Regions from separate parts of the Mus musculus genome. Here regions 1 and 2 are each linked to region 3. The links are chromatin contacts, called in public HiChIP or PLAC-seq maps. All regions are on one chromosome and are shown on one strand. The core of a region is the stretch at or near the end of the contact, and the rest is flanking DNA. Distances in the headings are between cores, read along the strand shown.

What was found. HiChIP or PLAC-seq counts read pairs in DNA pulled down with a chosen protein or histone mark.
Region 1: a contact with region 3 is called in an H3K27ac HiChIP or PLAC-seq map of bone marrow-derived dendritic cells, with 17 times the contacts expected there. The contact joins two enhancer-like sites. A contact is called at or near these places in 1 of 15 datasets of contacts at CTCF or cohesin (CD8 T cells), 33 of 484 Hi-C or Micro-C datasets (CD4 T cells, CD8 T cells, CD8 central memory T cells and 20 more), 20 of 115 datasets of contacts at active chromatin or transcription factors (CD8 T cells, the HPC-7 cell line, the NIH/3T3 cell line and 12 more) and 1 of 9 other capture datasets (adipose tissue).
Region 2: a BATF HiChIP or PLAC-seq map of CD8 T cells shows a contact between it and region 3, with 11 read pairs. The contact joins the promoter of Glrp1 here to the enhancer-like site in region 3. A contact is called at or near these places in 1 of 39 promoter capture datasets (macrophages), 1 of 15 datasets of contacts at CTCF or cohesin (CD8 T cells), 1 of 484 Hi-C or Micro-C datasets (myeloid progenitors), 4 of 115 datasets of contacts at active chromatin or transcription factors (CD8 T cells, acute myeloid leukemia, bone marrow-derived macrophages and 1 more) and 3 of 9 other capture datasets (embryonic stem cells, macrophages and pancreatic islet).

The regions. Positions count from the first base shown.
Region 1 is chr1:88,652,698-88,656,583 of GRCm38.p6, reverse strand. No RefSeq gene overlaps it. Among named protein-coding and RNA genes, the nearest start is that of Arl4c, 48 kb to the left of the region's middle. Within about 2 kb of position 1,278, at least 128 of the 459 cell types and tissues checked have an H3K27ac peak or open chromatin away from gene starts, as enhancers often do. A contact at or near this core is called in CD8 T cells, CD8 central memory T cells, the G1E-ER4 cell line and 17 more, where this site is marked.
Region 2 is chr1:88,508,330-88,512,314 of GRCm38.p6, reverse strand. It overlaps Glrp1 (glutamine repeat protein 1), which reads left to right and starts at 2,249. Exons shown (of 3, transcript NM_008132.2): 1 at 2,249-2,524. The coding sequence starts at 2,429.
Region 3 is chr1:88,584,665-88,588,903 of GRCm38.p6, reverse strand. No RefSeq gene overlaps it. Among named protein-coding and RNA genes, the nearest start is that of Gm41912, 17 kb to the right of the region's middle. Within about 2 kb of position 1,308, at least 134 of the 459 cell types and tissues checked have an H3K27ac peak or open chromatin away from gene starts, as enhancers often do. A contact at or near this core is called in CD8 T cells, CD8 central memory T cells, the G1E-ER4 cell line and 17 more, where this site is marked.

The DNA of each region.
Region 1 (3,886 bases), core at 29-2,528, 68 kb before region 3:
TGATCTCAAGCGTGTAACATATGTACACTAGGTAAAAAAGATTATGGCATGGTGGTTGTGGGGCAAGGTTGTGGAAGAATTAGGCACTACATTTTCTGGGAACATTGAATGGTGAACACGGTTAGTTAGTTCCTACTGGGGATGGCATGGGTGAAGTCTGCAGCTTCCAGGTCTCAGGTTCTCCCTCGCAGCCTGTTCCTTTCCGTCTCTGTAAGTGTTGACTGAGCTGGGTTCACTGAACAGCAGTTCTCTATATTAACTCAAGCTTGTGAAAAACAAAGAACCCAAAAAGGCAGTGAGAGGGTGTGCCAACTCTTCTTAAGATGCAGAGGAGGCTCTCAGACTAGAAAGCAGAAAAAGAGCCACCACGGGGTGGGAGGAGGAGGGCGGAGTAAGGGGAGATAAGGAGTTGACTGCCCCAGGAGACACTGAAGAAACATTTGGAAAGAGTATGTTTGTGTGTTTTGTATGTGTATGTGGTGTGTGTGTGTGTGTGTGTGTGTGTGTGTAGGGAACAATTTGATGGCCTTGAGGATGACTGAGCCAGGAAAAGACCTACCACATTAATGCTATTATGCTTTAGCTGCCCCCAGTCCCAGGGTATTTCTCGGATGGATGTGCTAGAAGTACTACCTACTAGAGAGTGACATTCTCCTAGGTGATGGGCTCAAGGAGCACCAATGGGAGGACATCATGGTGACTCTGTGGCTGCCAGAAGGGTGTGAGAATGGCAGCCCAGAGCAGCTTGATGGGGACTGACAACCAGGAGCAGAAGTATCTGGAGACACTAAGCCAGAGAGAGACATTGGGAGAGGGATGGACTCTGGTCCTGATGTGACCAGCTCAGTCACTGTGGGTACAGTGTCATTAGGCAGAGAAGATGCTCCATCCCAGGCTGCCCCAGCAGCTCCTGGAAACGCTTTCTTTGAGCCTGACCACACCCGAGCAGGAGAGCAGCCCTTTGCTCTTTTCTTTGTGTACACCTCTCTTCTGAAAGCTGGCTCCAGGGAATCCACCAACCTGCTTCCTGGAAAGTGGAAGAGGACACCCTACTAGTTTGGAGGACTGGAAAAGACTAGCTGGCTACTCCCATCTCTTGCCATTCCTGAAGAGTTCTGGGGACTCCAGGGTGAAGAAGTCTGAATGCTTGAGTGAGGAACTTCTCAGTCAGGTGAAAATCCAACATTCTACTTACCCCAGGACCACAGATGGCACGTGACATCTCAGGCCGGAGCTCAAAGCCATATCCCTGGGTCCCTATTGCGCCATGAAACTTGCCAAGGCGCTTAGAGGCCTGAGGTTCAGTGGGGTTGGTGGGCTGATGGTGCATAAACCAAACCACTTCCTCAGACAAGGCTTTATTTTTTTTCCTTTTTATTTTTTTCTTTAAGGCCTTTGTGGGGAAGAAAGGCTGCACCTCCTCAGTTTGTCACTTTATCTCTGTGGCTGTCATTACTTTCATGCTTTCCCAGAAGTCTCCAGGTCACCTCCAAAGACAGGTTCCCACCCTGATCATGAGAAAGCTAGAGATGGGGGTTTGCTGGTCTCGTTTGTTCAGCTGCCAACTGCTTCCTCCTCTCTGCCACCAGCCCCACCCGTCAGGCCTCAGCTCTAAGGAAGTGGCTTTCGTTGGAGGGTGGAGTTCTTCATCCCAGCAAAGTGATGGTCGGGTGTTACCACACAACCTGGGTGGGGGTGGGGAGCACCTCACACTGTGATCTAGATCTCAAGGTTGCATGATGATGTCTGCTACTGCAGTCTTCTTTTCTGGGCATAGCAGGAACTCCCCTATGAATCATGGCTAAAGATGTGGACTCTCAGGAACTTCCCTGGGTCATGGTTTAAAAGGTTCCCTGGGCTTCCCTGGGCAACAGATTGATCCTCCTGCCTTCCTCTGATGAGCTGTGTTCCAGACATAACCAAGGGATGGGGACCTATCAATTGGTTCAGCTCTTTTCTTTCTGGGCCATGGCTTCTGGCCACTCATGGTCTGGCCGTACTCCCAGAAATATCCAGCTGCTCCAGGAACCCTCCTTGGATGACCTATGATATGCAATCTACTCTTGTCCCCTCTCTGTATTTGCATTTAACATCTTCCTACCAACCCACAAAATGTCAGCAGCGAGACTTTGACCAAGTGTGGGACTTCTCATGCCCACCACCCCTCATTCTAATATCTGCCTTTCCTGTGTGACTTCTGTCACTGGTAGATGGATGCTAGTGTTGGGAGCCAGGCTCAGCCCCACAAGCCTCTAGGGTGCTGGTTTTGAACATAAGTTGTGTTTATTGTCTGGTAGGCCTGCTTCATTTGCCTATATGAATAGAAGTCCCATTTTCTAGCTTCGAAAGACTTCAGTTTACATACAGGTTTATATTTCTCCCAGGACAACAGTCCAAGGATAGCAATAACATTTGTTGAAATGTTTTAACTTGTCCCATGACATTGCCCATGACATTGCCATCTACAAAGATGCCCTTCAATCAAGTTGCCAAAACAACTCATCAGCCGTAAACACAAAATGTCTCAGGTAAGTTCATGATTTTTTTTTCCTGCCCTGCTCACTGATCTCCACGCCCACATGTGGTGGGCTATGCATTGACATGCCTGAAACAGAGACACGCTCAGCCTCTGTGTATGAGCTCCATTCTCTTATATAAACTCCATTCATAAGGATGGAGGCCCAGGCTCAATTCAGCCTTGAACAGATGCTACTGTAAATTTTGAGCAATTATTAATATGTGTGGGAGCATGGTTTGAAAATAAGTTGGCAATCCCCATCTGCTGTGCTGCTTCCCTGAATGCAGACATCCAGTTGTGTAAGAATGAATGAGCATGAGAAGTAAGCTGAAGCCTGGCTCTGTCATGCTTTTGCTCTTTAAAGGGCAAAAAGGCAATTCTGTTTCATTACACGTACACTCTCATTTCCAACTTGGATTACCCTACTTGTTAGCATCACGTGTCACTGATGCTGGAGAGATCTATCCCTTAAACAGGCTCAGCCCTTGTAGTAGGTTGCATGTTGTCCTTGATCCTGAAGATTGGGCAAATACATTTCCTGTCCTGATGGAGCTTATAGTCCAGGGTGAGATAGTTACAGACACCCTACCAGCAAAGTGCAGTAGATAGTAGAGGGTAGAGGTTTCTAACAGGGAGACCTAGCTCCCTGAAAAGATTCAGCCTTCAACTGTATTAATTGCAAAAAGTAGAGAACAAGGGCTTTTAATAGATTCCCGCTCCTAGGAAAGATCTTCAAGACACTGTGTGTGTGTGTGTGTGTGTGTGTGTGTGTGTGTGTGTGTGTGTGTATCTATGTAATAGGAGGGTAGAGAACATTCAGGAATCAAGAACAAGCATTTTAACACCCACTGAGCTATCCTGTGGATGGTGGTGGTTTTGTTTGTTTGTTGGTTTTGTTTTAGGAAGTCAGGGATGGGGTGGGAATCTCACTCTGTGGCTTAGACTTGCAACAATCCCAAATTCTGGAATGATAAGCAAGAGAGCTGTCTAGTCCCAGTCTCAGATACATGCTGTTAATTTTCTACTACTGCTATAACACATAGGCTCAAATGCGGTGGCTTACCTAACACACCCTGTGCAGTTCTGAAAGTCGTAACTCTGGCACGATCTCGCTGGCCTGTAAAGGAGGCATCAGCAGGGCTGTATGCACTTCAGGGAGAATCTGGTTTCCAGCCATTTACCTCATCCAAGCTGCCGCCCACAGTGTGGCTCATTTTCTTACTGTATCACGCTACTTTCTCTTCCTCCTCCCTCTTCTGTGTTTGAGAACCCCATGATGGCGCCGGCCACATCTGGAGAATTCAGGACAACTTCCCCATTGTAAGGTCAACTGTTGGCAAGTTTCATTCTCTCAGCATCTGCTCCCCT
Region 2 (3,985 bases), core at 1,000-3,499, 78 kb after region 3:
ATGGTTGATAAAACCAAATTCACAGTACACGTGGCTATTCATGGCACAAGGTAAATGCTACAGTAGCGTGGTGGGCAATGAGCTGGAGATTTGTGTCCCTTGCCAAAAAGGGAGCCTAAAACGTTGACCCCCCCAAGTGGGAAAGGTTGGGTCTGACCCTGGAGCTCTTACGGAGGAGCACTGTCCTATCTAAGATGTCTGAGGGAGCTAAACCCGTTTCCACAGCATCAGCAGCCATCCGTGTTCTGCAGCAGCACAGAGGAGGCCCGCACCAGAGCCTGACCATGCTGACAGGCTGACTGTGGACTGTAGGCTTTGGAATAACCAGAAACACATCTTTGTCACTTAGGATCCAGCAGGCCTGTTGCACTTTTATAGTCTCTTCACTCTAGTGGCCATCTCCTGCTGGGCTGGGACACTCAGCACCACCCTCCCTGGCATACCCCACTCTGTCTCCCAAAGCCTTGTTATTTGGTTCTCCACATTGCTAGTGAGGTCAGGTTTCCTCAAACCTCACCTCCCAGATCCAGTGTACTCTCAGCTCCAGGGTTTGGGGGAGCCTTGAGGTTCCTCATCTTGTTCCCCAGGTAGTTTTTCCTCCTTTCCTGCTAGGTGCTCATCAATGCTCCCTCTCTGCTGCCTTTGATGGAAGCTTCTGCAAGCTTCAGTGCCAACAGAGGTGTTGTTCCTCCCCTCAGCCAGCAATGGGGTCAAAGGATCGAATCATCCATTACTGTCGTGCAAACTTTCAGTTAGCAGAAGGCCACCCTATCCTCAAGATTCAATCCATAATTAATAGCAGCATGGACCTTCTTAGACTTGACAAACCTTGAGAATTGTTCTTTAATAAGAATGAAAGTCCTGTTCTATTTCCCCACCAGGGCAGGGGCTTCCTTCCTATTGATTGATATGTTCTTGCCTACACAGAAACTCTACCGAGTCGATAAGCATGGACAAAAGCTATATCTACTCCTCCTTACTCTAAAAAAGCAAGAAATAATATGTTTCCATGTGAAAGGGGAGGGGGCTGGAGAGATGGCTTGGAGCACTTCTTGTTCTTGCAGATGACGTGGGTTTGGCTCCTGGCACCTACATGGTGGCTGTGTTTCTGGTCATTCAAAAGCTTGGACGTCCACAGTCAGAGCATTAGCATCGTCAGGCTCTGTTGGCAGCCACATCCATCCATATAACTCCAGTTGCAGGAAGTCCAGCGCCCTCTTCTGACCTCTTCCGAGGGCCCCGGCCATGCATAGGGCACATAGACACACACAAGCAAAACCACTCACACATACAAAATAAATAAATCCTTAGAAGAAATAAAAATAAAAGGTATATAAGAATAATAAAACATAAGGAGTTTAGGCAATCTACGTTTACTATTCAAGGAAAATGGATGGTGAAACATCAAAGGCAGAAAGAAAGCTCATGTTAGAGCAGATAAGAGACAGTGTTAATGAAAAACAGAAACCATCACCAGGAACAAGTGGCAGTCTTGAGAAATACTGTCAGCTTATGTCAGCTTTGCCATCAATATAGGGAGCTGTTTTAAAACCAATAAAAAGGGCTGGGAATAGAGTTCCGTGCATAGAGTTCAATCCCCAGCGCCATGTAGACCAGACCTGCCCACACCAGACAGAGGAAGGAGGATTAGAAGTTCAAGGTTACCATGGCTACAGAGGGAGTTCAAGGCTGTCTAGGGAGACAAGAGATCCTACCTCAAAATATACAGTAACAGCACAACAAAAATAAATAATAAACAAACCTGTCATCCCACAACAACAACAAAAAAGAGGAAACTATTATAAGCAAAAAAATAAAGAAGCCATTTAATAAAAACAAGTAGACATGAAGCTGAATGTGTAAGTGTGCAGGTCCATGAGCACGTGACTGCGTGCAGATAATTAAGTGAATGTGAAAAGGAGGTCACTGAGGCTCTGCAGTGAGAGTTGTCGCCCCACTAAGAGCTGGGTGAATCTGTTCTGCAGCTTTCATGGTGAGGGCAACACCTTGTTGCTTCAGTCTACACACAATAATAGACTGTGTCCTTCCCCAAACTCCAATGTTGCTGACACAAATGTCTCTGGAGTGAGGGAGGGCCTGCGAGTGGGGATGAGGTGGGCTGACTCCTGTCTCCGGAATGGGATTGAGATTCTTGTAGAAGAGGAACCACACAGCAGCGTTTAACCCTGCTGACTCACCTTTGCTATTCAAACAGCCCTCATCATCCCATGCGCCACAGTTTGTAACTTCTAAGAAGGATGTCATCAGACCCCCGGCACAGTGGCCATGGACTTCCTGGTCTGGAGAACTGTGGGAAATGGGTTTCTATTTTTAGTAAACTACCCTCGTCTGTCCTCTTCTGTTACAGCAACAGAGACTAACTGAAACTGAAAGTTTCACCAAACGACCCCGTCTTCAAACTGGACACATGAGCAGCATATGCCTCTTCAGAGATGTTGCTATCATCAAAAGTGGAAAAAGGAGAAAGAGAAGGGCCTACTCTAGGCTGGACGGGGCCAAGGAGGTATGACAATTAAGTATGTACTGCTCCTAGATCAGGTCAGGGCTGAACACCACTACAACTGGTATGTGGACGATCAATGGATTTCATGTGCTTGCACGGTATGCAGTATTAGCCTGAAGACGTTTAATTGCTTGAGTTTTGTCGCAATTTTGGGATTTAAAAAAAAAAAAAAAAAAACCCAAAAACCAAAGTTGTATTTTAGGTGTCCTACTTAAATATTTTGAGACTAAATATTTTGGCAGTTACAATTTAAGCTCAAAAATGATTGGCCAGTGAAAAGGGGAAAAAGAGGAGGGAGGGGAGGATCGGGAAGGAGAGAGTAGGCCAGTACTCAGCTGACATCACAGACGGTTAACAATGGATGAATCTTAGGTGGAGAAAGAAATGTGTGTTCCTCAGATGGTAATTCTTGCAACTTTTCTATAGATTAAAGTATTTTTAAAATTGAAAATTATTATTTTAAAATAAATAGAAGTCCAAAGAAAGACAGATAAATGGATCAACATTGTTAAATAAATGACTGATAAACATTTAAAAATGAGAATCCCAGCTTTTAGTTACTAGGGTCAGGACTAAGAATATAAAAACAAATAGTGGCTCATTATAAAGGGCTACACGGCAAGAAAAATGAGCAACAGCGAAAGCTGAGTGTGGTCATGTGTGCCTGAAGTTCCAGCTCTTCAGAAGGGTGAGGTCAAAGGATCCAGAATCAAGCTTACAGAAGCAGCTTAGTGAGACCTCAGCTTAAAAACTAAAGAAACAAAATCAAAAGCCCAGTGGATACAGTGAGTGAGAAGAAGAATATGTCAGACAAAAGAGTGTAAACTCTGACTCCACTTACCCAAGGCCACAGAGGGGCCTGAACTCAGCAGAAGCCAAGGCCTCAGATGGGCTTCCGGGCAGAAGCCAGGGCCAGAGACCGGGCTTCAATGCACTGACAATCTTGCTCTTGTCCTGAGTCTGCCCACACTGGGAATTCCCTTCATTATAGATCCTTATTATTGATATTTGTGTTTACATGTTGCACTTCAGTAAAAATAATAAGTAGACATGACTAGGAAGCTGGGAAGATGGCTTAGTCAGTAAAGTGCTTGCTGTTCAGTTCAGAGTGCTTGTTAATCCTGGCACTGGAGAGGTGGCCATGAGTGCGTTCCTAGCAATCACTAGCCAAAAGGACAGAGACCTTGTCTCAAAAACCGAGATGCACAGATCATGGGGAATAACACCTAGGGTTGACCTCTAGCTGCATGTGTGTACACACTCACAGACGCATACACATAAACATGCATGCACATGCACACATATGCATGTATATACACATACACAAACATACATACACTAAAAACAAGAGAAGAGAAACAGGGTGAGGCCAGCAAGATGACTCAGTAGACAAAGGTCTGTTGATAACAAACCTGGAGACCTGAATCCCATCCCGGAACTCCCATGGTGGGAGAAGAGAAC
Region 3 (4,239 bases), core at 59-2,558:
CAGGGTGACATTTCATCTATCGAATCCTTAGTGAATCTCCACACATGCCCAGTGCTGACATATCCTTCTCTAGATGAAGTCTCATGATCACATGCAATGCTGGCAGGAAGACCATGTTTAACATCTGCAGCTAGAACCCTCTATGAGGAAAGTCACAGTATCATTTTGTCTGGATTTTGGAAAGAAAGGGTCTGTGATAGAGGGTGGGAAGACCCACAGACAACAGATCCAGGACAAGAATAAATGCTAGGCAGCCAGAGGCAAAGGCAGAAGGCTGATTCCACCAAGCCTGGCAGCACCCCAACTTTTCCCCTCATTCCAGGGACTATTCCTATGAAAATTCCTTAGTTTTATTTTTTTTCCTTCTTCTTCTTTGTTTTGTTTTTTGAAATAGAATGTCGAGAATCCCAGGCTGACCTCAAACTTGCAGCCCAGGATGACCTTGAACTTCACAGTCTACTGCCTCTATCCCTATCAATGGGGTTACACAAGTACACCATCAAGCCTTGGTTTATGCAGTGCTGGTCTACTGGCTGGTTTTGAGTGTCAACTTGACACCATCTGGAGTTATCACAGAGAAAAGAGCCTCCCTTGAGGCAGTGCCTCCATGAGATTCAGCTGTAAGGCATTTTCTTAGTGATCAAGGGTGGGAGGGCCCACTGTAGGTCTATAAGAAAGCAAGTTGAGCAAGCCAGTAAGTAACATCCCTCGATGGCCTCTGCATCAGCTCCTGCCTCCTGGCCTGCTTGAGTTCCAGTCCTGACTTCCTTTGGTGATGAAAACAACATGGAAGTGTAAGCTGAATAAACCCTTTCCTCCCCAACTTGCTTCTTGGTCATGATGTTTTATGCAGGAATAGAAACCCTGACTAAGACAGCTGGGAATAAAACCCAGGTCCTCACACATGCTAGGCAAGCACTCTGCCAATGGAGCCGCAGCCCCTGACCCAGGGCTAACTAGATCTCATCACCAATTAATGTTTCATTTGCAAGCTAGTGGCCAGAACCTATGCAAGTTGACTCAGTGTCATGTTATCTGGTTATATTGTGACTTCTGTTTTCCTTGTCATTAGATGAACGAACCGATTAAATGAAAGATGGCACACGCCTGAGATTCACCCCTTCCTTACCGTGACAGCTTTGTGCTTATCTTTAACTGATGACACAGCCCCTTCCTTCTTGTGACTCCATAAACCTCATGACTTCAGCCCTTTCTGCTTTCAGTGCTGCCGTGTGTGCATGGGGGTTCTGACACTCCGTGTTTGGGTTTGCAACACAGAGATTTCCTCATGGGTCTGAGCAAGCCTGAGCTGCCTCCGTCATCCTGGGTTGACTAATCTTTCCACAGAATCCAGACAGATGTGGCTGCTGTCTGTGCTAGCTCTGGTCTGTGGTTTCCTCCATTTTCAAAAAGGGAAGTCAGCTCTCCTCTGCATCGAGCTATGTTTTTGTGACCCCAAGTAACACCCTGAGACCTATCTCTAGAAGTTAGAGCGCCCCTCCCCCCATTTCTCTCTTTCTCTCTCATTTTCAGAAGTCTGAGTTTGGGAAGAACCCTTTCTTTGCTAAGGAGATCAGGGGCTGAGCTTACAGATGTGCACACAGGGTCTCCTCTGAGCCACCAAGCACAGGGCCCCACTCACGGATGTACATGTGGTCAGTCTCCTTAAAGTCTCATGTTCCAGGTCAGAGTCAGAGATGGGAAAACATACACTGCCTCTTTCAAGAGGGGTGCCCCGTAGTAGAGGGAAGAGCAAGCTCACTAGGCACGTCTGCCTTCCACCTCAGCCTACATTAGCCAGATCCAGCTCTGCTCACCGCCAGTTCCCTCCTCACTTAGAAGAGACAGCAGCTTTAGTGTGCTGCTGAGCCTGCTTCCTGGTGCTTGCTAGGTTGATACCTGGCACCCAGCCCAGCAGATAAACTGGGTTTGGAAATGAGCAGGAAGGTCTCATTATAGCCAAAGATGAGTGAGATTCCTGTTCTGGGATTGCAACAAGCAAGGTAGATAGTGTCTGCTGGCTCCTGAGGACGTCACCATAGCTGCCTGCTTGTGACACGGTGCAAGCCCTGCTCAGAGAGTCCCTGTTCTGCCCTTCTCGCCATCAGAACCACCTACCATGCCACAGTGTATCCTCGACATTGGTCCCCAAATGCTAGGAGCAAGAGTCTAATCTTGCTACTTTATATGCCCCAGTACAGGGGAATGCCAGGGCCAAGAAGCGGGAGTGGGTGGGTAGGGAAGCAGGGCAGGGGGAGGGTATAAGGAACTTTCGGGATAGCATTTGAAATGTATATAAAGAAGATATCTAATTTAAAAAAAAAAGAAAAAAGAGTCTAATCTTGCTAACAGAACTGTCAGGAAGGGAGTACCTTGAAACTGATTTTGAGGGTCAAGTTTGCAATGTCCTGTTTGGTTGCATGATTCAATAGCCAGTCAGAAATAAAACGAGAGTGAGCCTTCAGCTTTGAGAAGTCCCTTTCAAAGGTCATTTTCTCTATCTTCTTAGTTACTGTCATGTGATAAAGGGGATTTTTACTGAGACTGGAGATTCTGTTGCTTTCCTGAAATCAACTAGCAGGCTAGTCAGAGTTCTGACAAAGCCTGGGCTCTACTTCAAGTTTCTCCTAACATCCTCTGCCTCCGCCATGGCTGATAAACACTCCCCAGAGCTACTCTCCATGTTGGAAAGAAGATGTCAAGGAGAAAGTCATGTGACAGGAAGGGTTTAGGGATCCTGGGGCAGCCATTTCTGACACCTCTATCTTCCTGTCATGACTCTTGGGACTGTAAAAGCTAGGTTGTACTGGCTGGTTTTGTGTCAACTTGAGACCAGTTGGAGTTATCACAGAGAAAGGAGCCTCCCTTGAGGAAATGCCTCCATGAGACCCAGCTGTAAGGCATTTTCTCAGTGATCAAGTGGGGAGGGCCCCTTGTGGGTGGTGCCATCCCTGGGCTAGTAGTCTTGGGTTCTATAAGAAATCAGGCTGAGCAAGCCAGGGGAAGCAAGCCAGTAAGTAACATCCCTCCATGGCCTCTGCATCAGCTCCTGCTTCCTGACCTGCTTGAGTTTCAGTCCTGACTTCCTTTGGTGATAAACAGCAGTATGGAAAGTGTAAGCTGAATAAACCCTTTCCTCCCCAACTTGCTTCTTGGTCATGATGTTTGTGCTGGAATAGAAACCCTGACTAAGACAGGTATGCCCTTAGAAATGACTGACAGCCTTTCTTAAAGTACATTGCCCCGGCATCAGCTTCAGCTGCTCCACACTCTACCACCTACTTAGAAGCTCAGAGTGTGCGCAGCCACCTGTGTGTCCATCAGTCGTGAGGGGGATTCTGATGCTCATTTAAATGTGCACACCGCTGATCTAAGCTACCGATATCCTACTGGGGATTGCTACACTAGTACTTGGGGGCCACCAAATACAAGTTAACCTTGAATACACTCAGACATTCTCCCACCTATACCAGCATCTGGAGAGAAGGTGGAGGAATGAATTTATTGAAAGATATTTTGGCTGATCAGTATTTGGGGCATGCCTTTAATCCCAGCACTAGGGAGAGAGAGGTGAGCAGATCTCTGAGATCTAGACCTGCCTGATCTATCTATATGGTGAGTTCCAGGGTAGTCAGGGCTACACAGAGAAACCCTGTCCAGAAAAACAAAAACAGACAAACAAACAAAAAAGACAGATATTTGGAGGCTTTAGCCCCTTTTATTAGGACACAGGTTGCAAACCTCATGGTGGCTGCAAAGGGACCAGGTAGTAGGACAAGATGGGTGAGCTCAGAACTCTTTTGTGTAGATGGGTGTGATGGCTTAATACCAAACTGATGTGAATTTGTGGCTAACAGGAATTACACAGTGATTTCTAGGCCAGCCTGGCCTAGTCATGCCTTGCCTCGAACCAAGAGCAACAAAGCCCTTCTGTGCTTGGCATGTATTGGTTTGTTTCCCTCTCTGGTCCTCTCTGAGGCTTGGATTCTCAAACTGTTCCCTGTTCTGCATTTATTCTCTGGAGGATTATTTCTGGCACTGAATGAGTCTCAGCATAGAGACACAGCAGGTCATGTGATGGTTTATTCGACACCATCTGCAGGGGTGCCACTCCTCATTGGAGCTGGAGCATCACAGCAGAGGCAGGGCAGATCACCACTGCTTCCTGCTGGTGAATCATCCTGGCCACCTCTTCCAGGAACTACCTCTCCACCCCTTTATTTACCTGGAGGGCAGCAA